2 separate regions of the Triticum aestivum genome follow, and region 1 is linked to region 2. A link is a contact called in public Hi-C data. All regions are on one chromosome and are shown on one strand. Each heading gives the region's core, a stretch centred on a gene start, on an enhancer-like site or on the middle of the called end of the contact. The rest is flanking DNA. Distances are from core to core; before and after follow the strand shown.

Evidence for each region. A called contact is a pair of places that touch in the nucleus more often than the background predicts.
Region 1: a contact with region 2 is called in a Hi-C map of leaf, with 4 times the contacts expected there. The contact joins the promoter of LOC123052897 here to the enhancer-like site in region 2. A contact is called at or near these places in 3 of 5 Hi-C or Micro-C datasets (leaf and an unstated tissue) and 1 of 1 datasets of contacts at active chromatin or transcription factors (leaf).

The regions. Positions count from the first base shown.
Region 1 is chr2D:312,143,385-312,147,058 of IWGSC CS RefSeq v2.1, forward strand. LOC123052897 reads left to right here and starts at 2,094. Exons shown (of 3, transcript XR_006425154.1): 1 at 2,094-3,049; 2 at 3,148-3,674.
Region 2 is chr2D:311,695,616-311,698,985 of IWGSC CS RefSeq v2.1, forward strand. No RefSeq gene overlaps it. Among protein-coding and RNA genes, the nearest start is that of LOC123049258, 41 kb to the right of the region's middle. Within about 2 kb of position 1,681, at least 2 of the 8 cell types and tissues checked have an H3K27ac peak or open chromatin away from gene starts, as enhancers often do. A contact at or near this core is called in leaf, where this site is marked.

The sequences.
Region 1 (3,674 bases), core at 844-3,343, 450 kb after region 2:
TCACTGAAATCTGAATCTGATAGCACTGTATCTTCACACTGCAAATTAGCCTGTGCAACATAACTAAGCAAGTTATATTCAGACTGAAAATCCGATGCAACCTCTGAAAAGGGACATTCAACATTGACTAAAATGAGGCTGTGAGATGATGTTGCACTGGCTACAAGAACATTTGAGATGGCCATTGTGTCAGGGCTCTGAAATGATGGCACTATCAAATCTTCCCTAAAGTTACTGATGAAATCTGAATGGTCCACCATGATTACAAGCACTTTATGCTTAGCACTTTCTCTGATCATTTGCTGCACATCCTCATCACCTCTAATTCTCACCATCCCATCTGAAATTGGTTTACCAGGTCTTGGCCAGTAAATTATGTGCTCATTGATAGGATATCCCAGCCATTTTAGATGCTCTTCAATGACTGCATATGAGAATGAACCAGCATCAACATAATCAATCACCTCCACAGATGGATTGTAATACTCCATGCTATTTGTTGGTCCATAGAAAAGTCCACCATGCTCAAGTTCTAGTGTAAAGAAAGGAGTATCCACACTCTGTCCCATTGCTGAATCACACACTGCAGCCACATAGAGCAGAATATAAGCACAAACATCAACATAACAAGTATAGAGCAGAATATAAGCACAAATTCAGTTAACTGCATCTTGTAAACTACATGCAAAAATTCAGTTAACTACCTCTTGCAGATTTATCGAACAAATCTAGTACAACAAAGATATGCACCCCTCAAAAGATCAAAATCAACTACAACAATATAGCTAACTGACGAAAATTCAGTTACTGCATCTTGAAACTGCAGTTAATTAACTAGAATTTTCAGTTAACTGCATCTTGCAGATTAACTGAACAAATCAAGTCAACAATTGGTTATTTATGTTACAGTCATGATCTGTTAACTATTCCACACACTTTGCAATGACTACCTTGCGGACTAAATCCATAGCAGCACATGAACCCTAAACTTTTACCTAAAATAGAAATACCTAAACCCTAGACTAAAATCTGCCCCCAAAATCAGTTCTTTACGCCACTGGAAGAACAATAGGCAATAAGTACCACTGGATGTACATGAATCGCTCTCAAAACAGACTGATTCGTCGGTGCTACGTGCGACAAAGGAGGAGAAGCAAAGCGGAGGAGGATGGACAGAGTTGATGATGAACACACACCGTAATCAGGCGGGAAGACACCGTGCGGCCTAACTTGATGGACGGAAGCATTCGGCTGCACACCGCCGGTGAGCTCCGACGATGTCGCCATGGTGGCTGACGTCAGCCCGCAGCCAGCTCAGCCTCCAGCGGCAGCAGCTCCAACGGTGGGAGAGGCAAAGACGAGGGAACAGGAGATACAATGATTGACCGGGGGAGACAACATTTATTCAGGTGTTTTCTATTCCACTTGGTGGTGCACTGCGTGTGTATACAGGGCAAAGGCAGGGGCCTAACTGCAAAATGCGGCGCGCTGACTAGCTAGTCCACTTGGCATCCACTAGGCGAGCTGTGATTGGCCGAGGACTAAACTTGCACCTCCATGACAAGTTTAGGGACGAAATAATTCACTTTTGCAAGTAAAAGGACTAAACCATCACATGCTGTGCAAGTATAAGGACCTGGGATGTTATTACCTCGTTTAAAATATATGCGTGCAACGTTGGTTGACGACGTCCCGCATTTATATTCATGGACTGGTCCTGTTCATGAAGGGATGCGAGAAGAAATTTACGTACCGCCCTTGAAGATGCCTTGAATTGGTTGCGGACACAAACGGATGCTCTGTGCAAAGCTTTCGCATGGGGTTTCCGTTGCCATGGCGGCAAACCAAAAGAAAAACAGGGAAACGTTAATTTAATTATCAAAAAGTAAAAAGAACAGGGAACGTTTATACTATTGCTGAGGGGAAAAGTCGCCACCGCGAGAATAGCTTCAAAAAAAAAGTCGGTACCGCGAGAGTGCAGGGGAGAGCTCCGCATGGCCGGATCCAGTGCGGTCGCGTGTCACACCTCCGAGCCGGCCGCTTTTCCAGAGACACCGTCATGAGATGTTTTCTTAAACCAACGACTGGTGGACCAGGTATGGTCGGACCCATCTGTAGGTGGGTGCTACGGGAGGTGGATGGGTTGGAATAGGAGGCCCCGCTCCGCCCCGGCCACAGCTAAGGGGATCCAGGCTGGCTACACCCAAAGGCGGGCTTTGTACCCTATTATCCCTCGTCACCACACCTTCCCCATCGTCTCTCCAGAACATCAACCTTTTCTTGCTCCGCCATCGCCGTTGCAAAGAAACAGAACCAAGATACAGAGGCCAGCCACGGCCGAGAAGAACAAGAAGATACAAAGGACGAGGTGGCCGTAGTGAGAGTGGAAGCAGGGCCTTGAGATGGACCCGTGCCCGTTCGTGCGGGTGCTGGTCGGCAACCTGGCCCTCAAAATGCCGGTCGCCCCGCGCCCCGCCGGCGCCGGCGCCGGCGTGCACCCCACCACCTCGCCGTGCTACTGCACGATCCGGCTCAACAAGCTGCCGCTTCAGACTGCCGCGGCCCCGCTGCTGCCCTCGGACGACATGACGCAGGGTCCCGCCGAGACGGGCGCACTGGCGGCCGCCTTCCACCTCTCCAAGGCCGACCTCGACCGCGTCACGGCCAAGCCGTCCCTGTTCGTCGCCCGATCCGCGATGCTCAAGGTTGCCGTGTACGCCGGGCGGCGGGGCACCACTTGCGGGGTCAACTCCGGCCGGCTGCTCGGGAAGGTGGTCATCCCGCTGGACCTCAAGACCGCGGTGGGGAAGCCCATCGTGTTCCACAGCGGCTGGCTCTCCATCAACAAGCGCGGCCGTAAGGCCTCTGCCGTCTCCGGCTCCGCGCAGCTTAACCTCACCGTTCGCGCCGAGCCCGACCCGCGCTTCGTGTTCCAGTTCGATGGCGAGCCTGAGTGCAGCCCGCAGGTGCTCCAGGTGCAGGGCGGCATGATGCAGCCCATGTTCACCTGCAAGTTCTCCTGTCGCAGCAACAGCGACCTCCGCTCTCGGTGAGTCATCGTCGTCATGCTGAACAATTCAACTTCATCAATTCCCAAACAAATGTTGTTTTGTTCTGACGGAATTCCTCAAAATTTCGGTGTTCCAGATCAATGCACTCCGATCCGGGGAGTGGCAGCCGCAACTGGCTGATGTCCTTCGGTTCCGACCGCGAGCGCGCAGGGAAGGAGCGGAAGGGATGGTCGGTGACGGTGCACGACCTGTCGGGTTCGCCAGTGGCACTGGCGTCCATGGTTACGCCGTTTGTGGCGTCCCCCGGTTACGACCGCGTGAGCCGGTCCAACCCGGGCGCGTGGCTTGTACTCCGGCCCGGCGACGGCACTTGGAAGCCGTGGGGCCGCCTGGAATGCTGGCGCGAGCGTGGCGCTGGCGCGGCCGGCGACAGCCTCGGGTACCGGTTCGAGCTCCTGATTCCTGACCCAACCGGAATGGGCGTCGGCGTCTCTGTCGCCGAGTCCAACGTCCCTTCCTCCCGCGGGGGGCGCTTCGTCATCGACCTGACGGCGGCGCAGCCCTTCGGCCGGAGCGGGTCGCCTGGGTGCAGCCCGCGCGGGAGTGGTGATTTCAGCGGCGGGTACGGTCTCTGGCCCTTCGGGAGCTACCGCGGGTTCGTGA
Region 2 (3,370 bases), core at 431-2,930:
TTCATCATAAAATCGAGAATTTATTTTGAATTCATGCTTCTTAAAATATGCTAACTCTTCTCAAATTCATGAACCATTTTCAAACTCATGAATATGTTCTGAAATCAATGATTATTTTTTTGAATGGATGCTTTTTCAAACATGCGAAGGTTTTTACAATTCGTGAACACTCTTTCAAAAACGTGAACAATTCTGAAATTCATGGTTTTTCAAATATGCAAACATTTTTAAATTTATAAAAAATCAAACTCGTGAATATTTTTAAATTCATGCATTTTGTTTGAAATCCCTGAACGTTTTTAAAACTTGTGAATATATTTTTGAAATTTCTGAACCTTTTTTGAACTCTTGAAATTCATGAACATTTTTTAAATTTCTGACTTAAAAAAACATCTTTAACATTTTTTGAATCGATGATTTCTTTTTTAAAGTAGTGAACAATTCTTAAAATTTGTGAACATTTTTGGTAATTTGGGAACAGGTTCTTAAATTCATAAAAAATATGAGTCCGCGAGAATTTTTTGGGTCAGAGAACGTTTTTGAAATTTATAATATTTCTTAAATTCATGAACGTCCTTTTGAATATATAAACCATTACTGAGAATTGGCACATCTTTTGAAACTGCTAACACCTATAAAAAAAATCTTGAATCTTTTTGAAATCCAGGAACATTATCAAATTCACAATATTTGAAAATCGGAACAACTTTTGTAATGCGGGGAATAATTGTTAATTTTGTGGACATGTTTTGAAATTTGTCAAAAATATCAAAACCTTAAACATTTTCTGAAGTTCAAAACCTTTTTTGGAATCCCGGACATTTTTTAAAGAAGCAAAAACTAAGAAAAAAAAGAAGGAACAAAGCAAGGGCGTGCCCTGCCCCCCACACATGGGCCGACCCAGAAGTTTGCATGGGAAGCGGAGGTTGCACGTTTGCGCGTCACCCATTGCTTTTTGTGCGCTAAATAGGATGTCCCATGCGGCTTGTTGGCATGCGGAGAGAATTAATCCGCCTTGCTGCCATTCACTTACACTTCATGTCATCGTCCGTTTTCGCAATAAAAGGAACTTTCAAAAATTGATGTCAACAATAGAGAGAATCTTCCGTGAGGAGCGCTTACAAGCTCGCCTCCGAGGAAAAATTTCGTACTATGAGGTGCGCCATGAGCAGGGCATTGGATGGCCATCGTGTTGTTTGGACGATGTTATAGAGGTGCCCTACTCCTCCTAAGGTACGAATGTTTGCCCGACGACTAGCTACCGATTCTCTTGCTACTATGGAAAACAAATGTATCCGCCACCTGGAAATCTCTGATGTTTGTGTCATATGTGGGGTGGAACGAGAGAACGCCTACCATAATTTCTGCAGATGCCCGATGACGGTGGCTCTTGCCACTCCCGGAGCTTGCAAGTGTGCAGAATACCGTCTCGGAATGGCTGCACTGTCTCCTGGACCAACACATAGAGACGAATCAAATGGTGATACTCATGATGTTTTGGCGCGCTTGGCACTACCGAAACGAGGTGACCCACTCCAAGCCGACACCGACTATTAAATCTTCACGTCGTTTCCTCGATAGCTACATGGAGTCATTGCTTTGTATCAAGCAGCACCCATCAGGAGACATTGTTAAAGGTAAAAATGGTCCTCACTTGTGATAATAGGCCCAGCATATGCAAAAGCGACCCCGACAACGACGGCTTCAAACTCCTGCACGACGAAGCAATTGTCCAAGCCTCGAGCTGACTGGGTGAAGATAAATGTGGACGGTTCCTTCGTGGAATCTTCTTCCATTGGAGGAGAGGGCATGGTGCTGCGAGATGCGCACGGCACTATAATTTTTTCATCGTGTAGATATCTGTTATCCTGCTCATTTCCTCTTGAAGCTGAAATTAGTAGCATGTATGGATGGAGTGGCGCTGGCGCTAGAGAGATGTTCATCCCCTCTCATTGTAGAGCTTGACTGTCAACAAGCCGCCATGTACATTCAGGAGGCCGGCGTCAATCGTTCACCTGTAGACTCCATGGTTGGCGAAATTAAAAGGTTACTTTAGGAAAGGGAAACTATGATTGTTACTATCAGTAGAAGAATTAATGATGATGCCCATTGTCTGACAAACATGGGGAGATGCTCACAGCACACTGTAGTTTGGCTCGGCTCAGGCCTGATGTTGTTGCAAGCAAATGCCAAAACGAGTGTAACACTCCAATGCAGTAATATAAACTCATTTTCCCCTGAAGAAAAGACAATAGAGAGAACCTTAACACCTAAATTAGCAGATTCGAGCATATAGTTATATTAGTGGTTTTTTCCTTTTGACCTTTTCATGATTGAAATTCTTCGTGCAGACATGGCATATGTACATACAACATAGGCACGTACATGTGAACCAATTTATATTTGAATGATTAGAAAGACAATGGTATCCTAGTCCATCATGGTTCAAGTCTAGATTTGACACTCGTGCTCGCATTTTTCTGAATTTATTCTAGACCTTCTAGCGATGTATGTTTAGTTCGGGGAGACGTTCCCGTCGAGTAGCAAAGCGCTGTGACAATTTCGTTAATCTTAACATGATATATCAGCTCAGTCTCTCGGAGATGCTTGTAGGGAGATGTGTGTGCCCGTGTATTTATAGGGGCGAATGTATATGCGTATGTATGAACGTTTGCGTATATACTATGTTACGAGAAACATAAACACGTTCCTTATGCTAATACTTTTACGTTGCATATCCTAATAGTTTTTCAATACAGCATCATTTTTGTGGCCCAAAGCGTATGTTCCCGGTAGCCTGTTTTGAATTGCCGCGTACGTACGCCCGACGCAGTAATCGTGTGCAGAGGATAGCGCGAGCTGGGTGCCGCTTGTCGGCATCCGGGGAGAATTGGTCCGCCCTGCTGCCATTCGCTTCCACTTCATGTTATCGTCCTTCACCGAGTCGGTCACCTTGCTTTGCTTTCTCCTGGCAAATTTGACCTATAGACGAAATCAAATCACAGAATGAATTATTCGTGAAACTATTTCACGCGGCTGATCTTTTTGTGCGACGCGCGACACGAAGGCGCCACACTACATTGTGCAATGCCTCACAGATAGGCGCTACACGGCCAACGTCGCACCCGTGTGATCAGAAAATTACTAAGTCAGTATGCTGCGCCTGAGAGCTAGGCGCCACACTATACAGTGTAGCGCCTAGCTCCTAGGCGTTGCAGTAGTGCAGCGCCTAGCTCCCAGGCGTTGCACTAGTGCAGCGCCTGATAGCTAGGCGCCACGGGTCAGCCGCGTGAAATAGTTTCACGGACAGTTCATTCTGTGATTTGATTTTGTTTGTAGGTCAAATTTGTCAAATTTGTCCTTTCTCCTG